Linked DNA regions of Mus musculus: region 1 is linked to region 2. Evidence: chromatin contacts called from public HiChIP or PLAC-seq data. All regions are on one chromosome and are shown on one strand. The core of a region is the stretch at or near the end of the contact, and the rest is flanking DNA. Distances in the headings are between cores, read along the strand shown.

Region 1 (7,237 bases), core at 3,603-6,102, 290 kb before region 2:
GCTGCCAAGGAGCTACGGACAGTCTCCGAAAGCCAGAGGTTGTAGCAACTGACCCAGACAGCGGAGCCAAGGGACCTGATGCAAGGAAGCCTGTGGCCGCGTGTTATTGTTTGACCTTTCGCCTCTGTCCTAACGTCTTTTTCACCTCTTGAATCATGAGTCAATCTGCCGATCTTGGGATCTTGGTTCCTACCCCAATCGCTAATACCGTGCCAAATTTCTGAGCGTCTCTCAGCCTAGATCTAACTGAAGGCAAAGCCTTTCCCCGAACTTCCTCGGCCTTCCGGGCTCCCCGCGGGCCTCACTTCCAGGGCCTCAGCCACTTACCCCCAGCTCTCCTCCTCCCGCAATCCCGAATATAAAAGGCACACATATAAATAACAAAGCCTTCATCTGTTCCTCATTTAGCCATCAATCCAAATACCACCAGAGAGCATTTGAGCGCAGTTTTAATCTTCAGCAAACCCCATTTCTCTTAGGCTCAGCGAAACTGACGTGCGACCTGCAGATGAAAGGAAAAACCTCGAGGCAATTCCCTCTATCCAATATAGGAAACCTGAGAAATGGACCTGTGAGATGAAGTGTGGCCTTGGAGACTAGAACCTACAGAGAGGGGGGGGAGGGAAGGAAGGGGGGGGAGGAAGGAAAAGAAAGAAAAGAAAGAAAAAGAAACGAGGGGACCGAGAGAACGGTGGTTGGGGGGGGGAACTAAGGCCACTTTTTTGTTTGTTTGTTTGGCTGGCTGGTTGGTTGTCCGCCCCCCAACATGTCTTGTGTACAAAATAGCTAAGGTATTAAGACAGAGGTCTTTCCCTAAGTGACTGAAGGGTGATGTGCTTCCCTTTCCAGGGGTTTATCCTTCATAAATTGAACCGCATTCTGCATCTGTATTTCTCTCTCTCTGCCTGTACCCTCCCCACCCACCCTCTAATAACGAAGTTGGCCTCTGTAGTTGGCAGTAAGATGTGAAACAAGACAAGCTGGACCAGAGAAAACGAAAGTAATTACCAACTCGAAGGCCCTGTGTTTCTCCTAGAGCCCTCAAGAAGCCCTCCTACCAGGAGAGATTACAGTTGTGTAAGCTTTTAGAAGTCTGTTCAACTAACTTGCACATCAGGAAGTTAGCTTGCACTAGATTATAGTAGTGGCTACAAGGAGCCCCACTTTCTCTGTGGCCCGTTTCCCTGAGTGGCAAAGAGGACTGAATCAGGAAAAAAAAGTTCCTGATTCCTAAAACTTGTGTTTAGTTGCTAGGGTATATAATAGCAGTTTCAGTTGTCAATTACTGCATACCACACGGGATGCTTGAAGCGTTTCTTTATTGATTGCCAAATATGGATGTGGCTTTCTCTAATTTCAAGAACTTCCTAGCGAAGATATTTACAATGGACCCTCTGTAGGCCCCAAATGTTCCAGTGAGTTTTTCTCTACCCAGGCACCCATTGATTAATAAATAAAAAAATGTCAAATAAATTGATAATATTGAAAGAAATAAAATTTATTGATTTTTAATGAGTTGGTCTGGTTTTAAAATGATGATTTTAGACATCACAGATGATATCCTCATTTTAAACATCACTATTTGTGTTAGAAGGAGGTGGACAGAAATGGAGAACAGAACATGGAGGTTTCAGAGACCAGAACTGGTGTTGTTTCCTTCATCTACAGATGTCGAGGAGAGCAAAGTTTTATAATAAATAAAAACAGCTTCTAGAGGCAGCACAAGCTTGAAAAACACAAATGGATGAAGACTCAGTGGAGACAAGAGAGTTCTTTTTATTTATATCTCCCTAGGAGTAAAATGTGATTTTTAAATGCTCGAAGCACTGCTCACACACACTGTATCTACAAAAATAATCTTTCAGTCCCATAAATACGCAACATTTTTGAAAGTAGTTCATCACTTTCAGAAGTTTCTTTTTCCCTCTTGGTCCTTAGAGCTCCATATTTAAAAAATGTGTTAGATATTTTAAAGCTCTGAGAGGCCCATGCATTCAGACAATTAACTTCTTCACTGAGCTCTGGACAGAAGTTCCCACCCATGGCCACATTGGCTGAGTCTCTTTCCAAGGATTGAGGAGATGGCCTTAGCTCCATTCCCACAGACCCAAGGAACGGGATGAATTTATACTATCTCCAGTCACTCTGCCAAGTGTAAGTATTTTAATAGCTGCATGTAGAGTTGGAGAAATAAAGGCATCCACTAGGAATGCTGTTTTCAGGTTCAAAAATCACAGCTACAAGACATGTTAAAACCACACAAAACAGCAAAGGAGACTGCCAAAGATAAGGGTGATTGTCTTAATTTCAATATTAATAAGGTAGCTGCTTTTAAAGTCATCACGTGCCTTCAACCTCCAAGTTTCAGACTCTCCCAGCGGTCCTAAATCACCTAATGCCTAAGAGCTGTTTCCACTTGCCTTGGGGAAACTTCTGAGAGCTAATGATTCAATTACACAATCACAGGGTATGAAAGGCTAAAAAAAACGATTCTGGCCTAATGGATTATAAGCATAATCAGTGCTGGAAACACATATAAAATCCTGTTAAAAAAATAAACCCCTAAATACAAGGGCACTTCTGAAATTCATTTGGGGGGATTATTGAAAAAAATACTTCAAGTTTTTTTTTCCTCATACTGGCCTGGAGGGAGAAACAATGTTTAAAAATTATAAAAACAAACCTAGACAAGAACAAAACCAATAATAAGCAAGTAAGAAATAGAATTACAAAGTCGGATTGGGCAGCAAAAAGTTTTAGAACCAGATAAAGGTCAAGAGAGAGAGAGAGAGATAGAGAGGGGGGAAAAGGATTCACAATGCTTGCCTTTCTAGGCAGGGAAGGGGGAGGGAAATTAAATACATTTTCAAGTCTTTTCAAAGGTATTTTTTTGGAGACAACTGAACGCATTTAAACTGTCTGTGGCCAACCTGGCCCACATCAGGAGACAGTGTCTTTGAGCTTGGAGACGATTTTCTTGTCCTTCACCCTTCGATTCTGAAACCAAATGGTTACTTGTCTCTCCGAAAGGTTCGTGGCAGCTGAGATCCGCCGCCGCTTGTCCTTGTTAATGAACTTGTTAATGGCATACTCATTCTCCAGTTCTTTGAGCTGCAGTTTGGTGTAAGGCACCCTTTTCTTCCTTCCCCGTCGGTAGACGCACATGTCCGGCTGGTTTAAAGCCACATCTCCTAGCATAAACAACAGCAGGGGAAACATTAGCCTGGATACTTGGAACACCTAAGCTTTGAGTTGTGTTAATGTGAGTGCGTTTGTTATTTGTTAGTACTGGGCGGGGGAAGGGAGGGAATAAAGAAAATGAGATTGTTTATACTTTATTATTATTTACACAGACATATTATTTACACAGTATTAAAGAAAGACTATTTGCACTTTGAGACAAAGGCTAATTTGATGGATCATCATGGTTTTTCAAACCGGCATTTTAACAAGCCTGTGATTTTATGGTCTGGTTATTGGGGGAAGCTCATAAGGACAGTTTCTGCAATTGCCAGTTGCATACATTCAAACACACACACACACACACACACACACACACACACTTCAGATCTTTTACTCAAGCTTTAATCTCTTCTACTGTGTTTGGGAGTTTATGGGCTCTAAGAAGCTTCAGTGGTCATTGGAACCCCACTTGAAAACACGGGGACCCAACTCTGGCACCTTTCAGAAACCTCTTTAGTCAGGGGAGTGAGGAAGGGAGGGGGATGGGGTTAGGGAAAGGGGAAAGAGGGAGGGAGGGAGAGGAAGGGGGAAGCAGCAAAGGTAACGAAAGATCTTGAACTTTAGTGGATAAAAAGCACTTGTGCTTCACGGGAAGGAAAACATAGCAGAGGCGCTTTTAATTGGGAAAGTCAGAGATCACAGAGACTAAACAAATTTTTCTAGTGGATTATACCTGGTCAGGCCTGGAATATAAGTAACCACTCCCAAATAGGGGCTTTTCTTTTTTCTCCCTCCCCTTTTTTCGTTGCTCCTACCTGGAAAGGATGATTTCCAAAAATGGGACCCCTGTGGCTGATCCTTGGCACAGTACACCTGGCTGTTCCACCCGTTGGCTAGCGTCCAGGACTGGTAGCCCTCCATGGAGATGTATGCCTCGTGCCGAGGTTCCCCGGATCCAAAAGTGGACACCATGTCGATGTAGCCAGGCACGTGCTGATAGGGACTTGTGTAGCCCTGGTAGAAGGACACTTCCTTGGCTCTTGCGGGCACCTCGTTGGTCGGTACGCTGCTGCTCGCCAGGCCCGACACGTCCATGTACTTCTCCACCGGGAAACCTCCGAGAGAAGCGTGCGGGGACGACTTGAGAGCGTTCTGCTGTAAGCCTACGCCGTGCGACATGCGGCAGCTGTAGTAACCGTTGCCGAAGTGGTAGCCATAGCCCAGCGCGGGAGCGCCCGGCGGTGCTGCAGCGGTCGCGGCGGCCGCTGGCGCGGGACACTCTTTGGCCACAGGAGCCTCGGGGCGAGTGGCGATCACAGCCGAGGATGACGACGACGACGAAGAGCCTGTGCGCTCAGAGGTCCCTGGGTAAGCGAAGCTGGATGCTGCCGCCGCTGCCGCCGCCGCTGCTGCGGCCGCCGCCGCCGCGCGTCCGGAATGTGTCCCCGCGAACACCGGCGCCGACAGGAAGCCGCGACACTGGCCAGGCGCTGCTACGGAGGAGGAGGAGGAGGCCGGTGCCGCCCCAGCGGCCCCGCCGTCCGCCCGCAGCCCATCCATGTCCCAAGTCCCCGAGCGGCTCATGGCCCGGCCTGGCCCGGCCCGGGCCCCGGCCTCGGCCCCGCGCAGGACACCATGGCGCGCTGCGCCTCCTCCCTCCTCGCTGTGTTCCGCGGCGCGCTCGCTCCCGCCCTTTCCCTCCCGTCCTCTCTCCCTCCGCGAGCCTCCCGCCTCCTGCCCGCCCGCCCGCCCGCCCGCCCTCCAACAGGTTAGCTCATCGCGGGACGTTTATAAAAACGAAGTTCAGGTTGGGAGGGGGCCTGGGACGGTCAGGGGGCCGTCTCCCGCCCCGAGGGCGCCGGCCGGGGACCCTGCCATTGGCTGCGCCGGGACACGTGGGGGTGGGGGCGCGGGAGAGCCTGGCTCCCAGCCCAGGTCCGGCTGGACCCACCCACCCGGTCCCCACCCCTCTTCAGCCCTTTGGGAGGCCCACCTCGCATCCCCGCCCTCCCCCAGACCCAGGAGTTGACTTTGCAGCCACCCCCTGATTGCGCGACGGCCCATCTCGGGCCTGTCTGCGAGGCGGGCGCCGAGGCCTGCGCTTCATCTCCGCAACCGTTGTTTTTGCCACTGCTCTTTGGCTCCTCGAGCTGCACACCAAAGTGAGGATGAAGGACAGAGATGAGCAGAATGACGAGAAAACAGAGCAATTCTATTTTTAAAAACCTGTTGCTCATCTTTCCTTAGTCTACCGCGTCACCCCAAATTCGAGACAGCTCATCCTACCTTGAACATACCTAACGAACGGGTAAAAGTATTCCACACATAGGACATCAGTCGGAGTAGATCCTTCCTATACAGCACCATCGGCCCACAAAAATACTCACGAAACAGTCTTGGGGCAGCATCAGAGACTTAGAATTCATCTCGAAGCCGCAAGCCTGACAATCGGCGCAACTAGGAAGTCCACAGATGTTCGGTTCACGTCTCTGCTCTTGGCCAGCCGGCAGTCACTTTGCCAGGCTGGCCTTAGCTTCAGCTTGGCCTCCTCCTGCCCAGCCCAAAAGACTCCGTACCAGCGCGGGAGGAGAAAGCCACTCAATAGAGTGCCACGAATCTTCTGCGCCTCGCCCACAGCATACCGGCCTCTAGCTTTTTGCAGCCACCACCCACCCCCGCCCGTTACTCACACCAATTAATTGAAAACTTCACTTTCCCAGGGACCTTTGTTTCGCTTCCTTTTCCAGGCTGCCAACAGCAGGGAATTGAGTGTGTCAAGTCAAGGGGGTGTCCTTTCTTCTCTTCTCGTCTCTTTTCTTTTCTTTTCTTTTCTTTTCTTTTCTTTTCTTTTCTTTTCTTTTCTTTTCTTTTCTTTTCTTTTCTTTTCTTTTCTCTTCTCTTCTCTTCTCTTTTCTTCTTCTTCTTCTTCTTCTTCTTCTTCTTCTTCTTCTTCTTCTTCTTCTTCTTCTTCTCTCTCTCTCTGTCCGCCCCCCCCCCCCCCACCACCACCAAGTAAAGTCCGGACTGGTGACAGGCGCAGTCCGAGTTCATAGAACTTCATAGGGACAGAGTAGGCTCTAGTTGTGAGTACCGGAGGAGCTAATACCAGATAGAGTTAGGTAGGGTGGCTCTAATCGCTCTGTATTTCCACCTCCTCTCACAGAGTCTTAACAACTTATGGGTCGTCCTTGTGAGCTCTGATTTGAATCTAGGTCGGTCTCCTGAGAGCTATTTTAGACTTGGTTAGTCAAGAGTGCTGGGTGGGTGCGTGAGCCTCAAAGTGGGCCAGTTTGATGCTGTACTATCAACCTTCAGACCAGTTTATCTTTTAAGAAAATCACTCCCCTAAACGTGCAATACTAAGTCCAGCTTGTCACTCAGCGTCACTGCCTTCTGAAAATAAGCTCTGAGAAAGAAGAAGAAAAGAAGAAAAGGAGTGAGCAAGGTCCTTCTGGGCCTGGTCTGGTCTGGCATCACAGGGTGGGCTGATGGCATTAGAGTGTTGACACAAAAACCACAGTAACCATAAAAGGCTCAAATAAGGGGATGGGGGTGTAGGTTATGAGAGGTACTGGAAACTAAGAGAATTTGTATAACTTTTAAAAATCCTAGACCTGGTCATGGTCAAATTCAAACCCGGAGGGTCTCTCCAGGTTTTTGCAGCATTGTGATGGGTAGTAATTTGTTGATCGCGATAATTTTGATTGCTTGAGAAAGGACAAAAGTTAGAATGGAAGCTGGATTGCATTTGAAGAGCCAGGTAGTAGTATTTCTGAGCTTTTGAAAAAGAGTAACAATGAGATGTTGTATTTTCTCCTTGTTTCCTTTCTTGTTACTCACAGAGAAAGAACAACTTGGGAGCCATTGATACTCCCCCACCGCACCCCTATGGCTTTAAACATTTACTGAAACGTTTTTAAAAACAAATTAAACAGAAATAGCCAGAACCAACACACCTCAGTCTCCTAAAACTCAATAATTTAGTAGTTTTGTGTTCTTTGGGCTTCAGTACCATTTTTTAAAAATCTGACTAATACATTTGATAAGCATTGTA
Region 2 (7,401 bases), core at 930-3,429:
ATGAATGTATCCTTTGCTTTGAGAATTGTCACCTTTGTGTGTCTTGCTGAGTGTGTTGAGGGTACTCACTGCTCTTCTCGGATGCTATAAAAACAGTAGACAAAGACAATGTGGGCTAAGTGTAGGTTTCCAGAGTGGTTAGGCAATGACAGAAAAGTCAACACAGATAATATCAGAAGTCAGGAAGGGTACACACAGAGGGAAGAAGGTATGTACTGAACATGAAAGGTAAGTGCACACAGACTGTGAAACCATTGGCATGGCTGATCAGAGCTCAGGATAAAAACACTGGCTTGTTCCTGGCTAGACAGAGAAATGTGGCATGGGGATCAGGGACTGGAGTGATTCCATAGTTGAAGGAGTAGGACTGAGGTGGGAGGTGGGCTTGGGAATAGGGGGTTCTATGTCTAGACTGCTGGGAATATGGAGTCTAACTATATCTAGACTGCTGGGATAGAAAGATTTTAAGTTCACTCAGCACAGAGGAGAAAAAGATTGATTGAAGTAACAGGAAGATGGTAAGACTGGCAGGCAAGAAAACCCAAATCATAGCTGGGCATAGTGACACATGCTTGTGATTCCAGCATTTATGATGATTGCAAAGAATGATCCTCTGAGTTTGACAGCAGCCTGAGTGAGTTCAAGGTCAGCCTGGGTTACATAGCAACAGCCTGTCTCAAAACAAAACAAAACAAAACAAAATTTAAAAATAAAAGAATATTCAATCAGAAACCAGGGTAGAGAGTGCTGGACCGGGGACAGGGTTCCTAAGGACAGAGGTTTAGTTAGAAACATTTCTGGGCACGAGGACCTTGTCAAAGGCCCCTTGCCATCTTCTAGCTTTCCTGAATACTATTTTCGGGTGCCTTGTGTATGGTATTCCTATGTATACAACTTTGTAAGTCCTAGAAATGCCTGGTGAATCCAGTGTCGGGTGTCTGAACGAAGCCTGGCTACTCACTCACCTTCCAGTGTGAGGTGGAGCTGGAATAGACAAAACCAGATGGATCTTTCCATCTCCAAGCAACTCCAAATCAACATGTAGAAAGCAGAAAACAGGGGAAAAGTTTTCAGCTTGCTGTTTGAGACCTGGCATGCTCTGTACTTTAAACTCAGGGTTGGGGGCGGGGAGTTCTTCACTCACCCCTTTTGTGTAAATGTTGGCCAACTGGGTTATTGCTGCTTTGATCTTAGAGGTCTTACCTGGTAAAGGAACTGAGGAAGATAGGCTGACAAAGCCACGGACTTCCTTAAGTAACAACCCAAGACCGACATTAAAGCATATAGACACTTTATCAGGCTAAGTCTGGAAATTGAAATTCAAGTTATGCTTCCAACTAGTCCAGACATGTAAATACTATTTGTGGAATTCGAGAGAGCAGATATTTAAGGTTGTAGAACCCAGCCACCTTGAACTGCCAAACATTCTGGAAGGTCTTCGGAGATCGTAAAACAGGGCAGCTCTACTTCCTTTACTGTTCCTGTCATACTGAGATGGGGGGGGGAGGGGGGGTGCAAAGTGTACAAGTGGAATGTAAACTGTTATTTCCATGGAAGTTGTTATATCATTATATGATTCCATTATATTATATCATTATATTATATGTTGTATATATTATATATAATTATATTATATCATTATATTATGCTATTATGCTCACAATTTTTAGAAGTGTTGTGCCCAACTGCAGTGTGATTATTCATGATCTAGAAGTGTAACATAAGACATTGAGGGCAAGGCTAGGATCTCATGCAAGTATTCTTGGTAGCACAACCCAGGTAGGATTGTGTGTGTGTGTGTGTGTGTGTGTGTGTGTGTGTGTGTGTGTGTGTGTACATGTGATGTGCCCACACATGCGAGTGTGCATGTGCACTTGTGTGAATTCAATAGGAATGGTGCCCATCAGCGCAACATAGAAGACCATATAAAGGAATCTAGGATTGTGACATGTGCTGATCCCAGTGGCAGAGCTAAATCTGAAGAGAATGCCCTTTCATGCTTGCAGTCCTGGTGGTAGAAGAGAACATTGGTTAAACATAAAAACAACCCTCAACTTGAGGAATTCCCCTGGCAGCTTTGTCACAGCTGTGCTGTGCAAACCTTTGGGAAAAGGCTGAAAATACTAGGAAAAGCATGGTTCTGGCTGGTACCCAAAGGCACGCACCCCATAAACTGTGTCAGCACCCCATAAACATGCCACTTTTAATGGCAAGTGCATGTCCCTATTCACCACCACCGTTTATTCTACCACAAAGTCTCCCGGAACTTTGTTTCCAGAATTCCTTTTATCTTAACCATTAAACCAGCCTTGGAGAGATATTGAGGTCAGCTGTCCTGGACCCAAGTCATATCTCCCCTGACCTCACCTGAGCAGTAATCTAACTAGCGACAAAGACTGTTGAGTAATGAAAACAGCCCTGTGACAGGCTTCCTGATCAGCTAGCCATATTCTGAAAGCTGAACCCATCAATCGTCCAATAATGGTTTATGAATGTTCACTGTGGACTAGGAGCACTTTAAAACATCTGCTGTGGTGAGATAATGAACACGGGGAGGTGCCTGGGAGTGGGAAGGTATATTAAAGAGACATGCAGGAGGACAGGCACGTGGTCAAGCATTCACACAAAATGTGGAGATGCTGTGAAGTTGCATCAGGAAGACCAAAGAGGGGATAAGACTGGAGTTATGAAGCAATAGGAAACCCTAATGAATCAAGTAACTTACCTGCCCCCATCTAAAGATCAAAAAGAGAAAAGAAAAGAAGGCTCTTTCTGAGTGGGTCTTCCAACTCCAGGTCAAAAGTTTACTTTATTCTGAGGCTCCCATGGTTATAAGAATGATCATCAACAGGAAAGCCAACAGGAGCATAGCTAAAGAGGCAAGTGCCATGAGGGGAGATAGAATTAGAGCTTTGATGGGCTGATATTGCAACCCAAACTGAATGCCAAGGCTCTAGATAGGGGATATTTAGCAGGGGTAAGGATAATAGGTTGGGAATAATAGACTACTCAGCCATTTTTGAGAAGTTGCAGAAGATGAAAGAGGTCAAAGATTGCACAAAAATTCTGCCTTAATTTTGACAGATATATTACACATACATACACACACATGCACACACACACACACACAGAGAGAGAGAGAGAGAGAGGAAGAGAGAGAGAGAGAGAGAGAGAGAGAGAGAGAGAGAGAGAGAGAGAGAGAGTTGGATCACCTGCCTAATTTCAGAATAGTTTCTAATCTGGTGTGTGAACTGCTAGTAGAAAAAGTATGGCTTACTTCATGGAGGTCCTGGTTAGTTTATTGTCAATGTAACACAAACTAGAGTCTTCTGGGAAGAGGAAGTTTTGGTTGAGGTATTGCTTTGATTAAATTTTACTGTATGCAAGTTTGTGAGGCATTGTCTTGATTGATGGTTATTGTGAGAGAGAGCAGCTCACTATGAGGGGTGGCACCCTGGACAAATGGTCCTAGATTGTATAAGAAAGGAAGCTAAGCAAGCCATAGCGAGCAAGCCAATGGGCAGCATTCCTTTGTGGTTTCTGCCTCGGTTTCTGTTTCCAGGTTACCGTACTGCTTGAGTTCCTGCCTTGGTTCCACCCCCACCCCCCACCCCCAGTGATGGATAGTGATCAGTATTGTAAGCCAAATAAACTCTTTCTTCCCCAAGTTACTTTTGGTTAATGCTTTATCATAGCAACAGAAAGCAAACAAACTAGGTCAGTTAATAACTATGTGGGCCCATAGAACAATTCATTTCAATGCAAACAAAACTCTTCTCTGCTTTCTTTATCTCTCTCTCCTTTACATTAAAATTTGTACAGAAAAGGGAATTCTGTAAATATAGTATGCTTGTTTTCTTTGAAAGAAATTTGTTTCTCATTTTTAATGAAGATTAAAAAATACGAGAAATTTACTTAAGTATAATTATATAACTAGGTTAAGTCCAATGATATTGTGACTTATTTAACAAATAATATACATTGCTAGAATATATCAGAATGTGCTTTGTTATAGAATAATTAGTTTTCAACAATATATTAATATTTGCATGTATTATATTAGTATGTTATATATAATATATGTATATAGCAACATGTATGGTTCTGTGTATCTATATACATATATATATATAGCATATAGTATATATATGTACATAGTATATGCATATAGAAAGATAAAATATGCAAACAATATGTCCATATTTAAAAGGTAAAAGAGCTAATCACTGATTCATATCATCCAAAGCAGAATGGTGCATTACAGGAGTTTTTGGAACCATCTAATTAAAGGTAGCTAGAAGTGCAAATCCCATCCACGTCAGAGTGATTGTGATGGAAGCGTTGCTGGCAGAACCCAGGAGCTACATTTTAAACACCTCCCTGTACAGCTCTCAGTCATGCTCACAAGTCTATATATTTAGACCTGGCTTCTCCTTTGAGTTCTATATTTTTATACCAGACATCCTTCTCAACATCTCTACTTGCGTATCTCAACAAGAATCCTCAACTTAATTTCTTTCTGACAGAATTCTTTATCTCCTCAAAACTTTCTTCCTTCACTAAACAATATTACTGTCTATCTAGATACTTGGGGAAAACCTAAAGTCACTCTTATTTCCTTAAGATGTTATGTTGCCTGTACCTCTTGTACAAAATCTCTGAAATGACTCCCGAAAGCTCAGGTGTTGAAGACTTGGTCCTTATGTACTGCTACTATCGAGAAGAGGTAGGAACTTAAGGAGATGTGACCTAGTTGGAGAAAATAGATTATTGTGTGTATGCTCTCCTGGTATACATTGGGACTCTATTCCACCTCACCTGTCCTGCTCGCCCCTCCCCGCCCCCCCCAGCCAATCTGTCTCTTTCTCTCTCTGCTTCTTGGACAGCATGACATGAACAGCCAACTCACCCATGTGTTCTCCACTGTGATTTCTGTCTGGTCAAAGGCATCTGAGGCTTCTGATATGTTTCTATTTCTGACTTAGTTGATGTAGTTAACCATCCATTAGATACTATGCTCCATATATTCCAAGAATTAATCTTCCTTATAAATTTCTTTCTCTTTCCATGGCATGGTGCAACCATGTGACCATGAAAAAGAAATATTGTCCATACGTTAGCACAACCAGGAACACATATAGTCATCTTCAATATGTAAAGTCATTAAGAAAACTAAAAAATGCCAATGTTAAGTAGCCAAGATGAAGTAAACAAAAGATAGAATGGTGATTTCCAGGGCCCTTTAGGGAAAGAGGCAGGGGGATTGTTCTAGGATGGGTATGATGTTTCGGTTAGAGTAAATGAGAAAGTTCAGTGGATGTAGTAATGACTGAAAACTGTTGTAAATGTTCTTAATGTCACAGAGCTTTACAGTTAAGTATGGTTAGAATGGTCAATTTTATGTTACATCTATATTTCATTACAAAAATGGAAATATAAACCAAAAATATAATGTCTCAAACTCATCAGCACTCGTGTGAGGACAAGGTTTGAATGTTAGCATTTTTAAAAATTCCCCAGATGTTACCTTGAAGTTTCCTTCCACTGTTTCCTTTCACATCTGTTTTCTACCTTTGTGTCTCCATCTATTCACAACTGCCACTACTTCTCATGATCTCCTTGGGGTACTTAAAGTCAGCTTGTCTCATCTACACATCACCTCTCATTCATGTTGCCTGTTGGACCCTGAATTCTCCAAATTTTAAAACGATTTCTCTGTATCCATTCCTCTGTTGAGGGGCATCTGGGTTCTTTCCAGCTTCTGGCTATTATAAATAAGGCTGCTATGAACATAGTGGAGCATGTGTCCTTCTTACCAGTTGGGGCATCTTCTGGATATATGCCCAGGAGAGGTATTGCTGGATCCTCCGGTAGTACTATGTCCAATTTTCTGAGGAACCGCCAGACGGATTTCCAGAGTGGTTGTACAAGCCTGCAATCCCACCAACAATGGAGGAGTGTTCCTCTTTCTCCACATCCTCGCCAGCATCTGCTGTCACCTGAATTTTTGATCTTAGACATTCTGACTGGTGTGAGGTGGAATCTCAGGGTTGTTTTGATTTGCATTTCCCTGATGATTAAGGATGTTGAACATTTTTTCAGGTGCTTCTCTGCCATTCGGTATTCCTCAGGTGAGAATTCTTTGTTCAGTTCTGAGCCCCATTTTTTAATGGGGTTGTTTGATTTTCTGAAGTCCACCTTCTTGAGTTCTTTATATATGTTGGATATTAGTCCCCTATCTGATTTAGGATAGGTAAAGATCCTTTCCCAATCTGTCGGTGGTCTCTTTGTCTTATTGACGGTGTCTTTTGCCTTGCAGAAACTTTGGAGTTTCATTAGGTCCCATTTGTCAATTCTCGATCTTACAGCACAAGCCATTGCTGTTCTGTTCAGGAATTGTTCCCCTGTGCCCATATCTTCAAGGCTTTTCCCCACTTTCTCCTCTATAAGTTTCAGTGTCTCTGGTTTTATGTGAAGTTCTTTGATCCATTTAGATTTGACCTTAGTACAAGGAGATAAGTATGGATCGATTCGCATTCTTCTACATGATAACAACCAGTTGTGCCAGCACCATTTGTTGAAAATGCTGTCTTTCTTCCACTGGATGGTTTTAGCTCCCTTGTCAAAGATCAAGTGACCACAGGTGTGTGGGTTCATTTCTGGGTCTTCAATTCTATTCCATTGGTCTACCTGTCTGTCGATATACCAGTACCATGCAGTTTTTATCACAATTGCTCTGTAGTACAGCTTTAGCTCAGGCATGGTGATTCCACCAGAGGTTCTTTTATCCTGGAGAAGAGTTTTTGCTATCCTAGGAATGGATACAGAAAATGTGGTACATCTACACAATGGAGTACTACTCAGCTATTAAAAAGAATGAATTTATGAAATTCCTAGCCAAATGGATGGACCTGGAGGGCATCATCCTGAGTGAGGTAACACATTCACAAAGGAACTCACACAATATGTACTCACTGATAAGTGGATATTAGCCCAAAACCTAGGATACCCAAGATATAAGATACAATTTCCTAAACACATGAAACTCAAGAAAAATGAAGACTGAAGTGTGGACACTATGCCCCTCCTTAGAAGTGGGAACAAAACACCCATGGAAGGAGTTACAGAGACAAAGTTTGGAGCTGAGATGAAAGGATGGACCATGTAGAGTCTGCCTTATCCAGGGATCCACCCCATAATCAGCATCCAAACGCTGACACCATTGCATACACTAGCAAGATTTTATTGAAAGGACCCAGATGTAGCTGTCTCTTGTGAGACTATGCCGGGGCCTAGCAAACACAGAAGTGGATGCCCACAGTCAGCTAATGGATGGATCACAGGGCTCCCAATGGAGGAGCTAGAGAAAGTACCCAAGGAGCTAAAGGGATCTGCAACCCT

What was found. HiChIP or PLAC-seq counts read pairs in DNA pulled down with a chosen protein or histone mark.
Region 1: a contact with region 2 is called in an H3K4me3 HiChIP or PLAC-seq map of embryonic limb bud, with 2.2 times the contacts expected there. The contact joins the promoter of Hoxd13 here to the enhancer-like site in region 2. A contact is called at or near these places in 11 of 39 promoter capture datasets (the 3T3-L1 cell line, 3T3-L1-derived adipocytes, the C10 cell line and 7 more), 1 of 115 datasets of contacts at active chromatin or transcription factors (embryonic limb bud) and 1 of 9 other capture datasets (embryonic stem cells).

The regions. Positions count from the first base shown.
Region 1 is chr2:74,665,840-74,673,076 of GRCm38.p6, reverse strand. It overlaps Hoxd13 (homeobox D13), which reads right to left and starts at 4,852. Exons shown (of 2, transcript NM_008275.4): 1 at 3,999-4,852; 2 at 1,474-3,191. The coding sequence starts at 4,767. The coding sequence ends at 2,941. Gm31790 (a long non-coding RNA gene) reads right to left here. Exons shown (of 3, transcript XR_374674.2): 3 at 6,186-6,589.
Region 2 is chr2:74,375,874-74,383,274 of GRCm38.p6, reverse strand. No RefSeq gene overlaps it. Among named protein-coding and RNA genes, the nearest start is that of 4930441J16Rik, 72 kb to the right of the region's middle. Within about 2 kb of position 2,179, at least 7 of the 459 cell types and tissues checked have an H3K27ac peak or open chromatin away from gene starts, as enhancers often do. A contact at or near this core is called in embryonic limb bud, where this site is marked.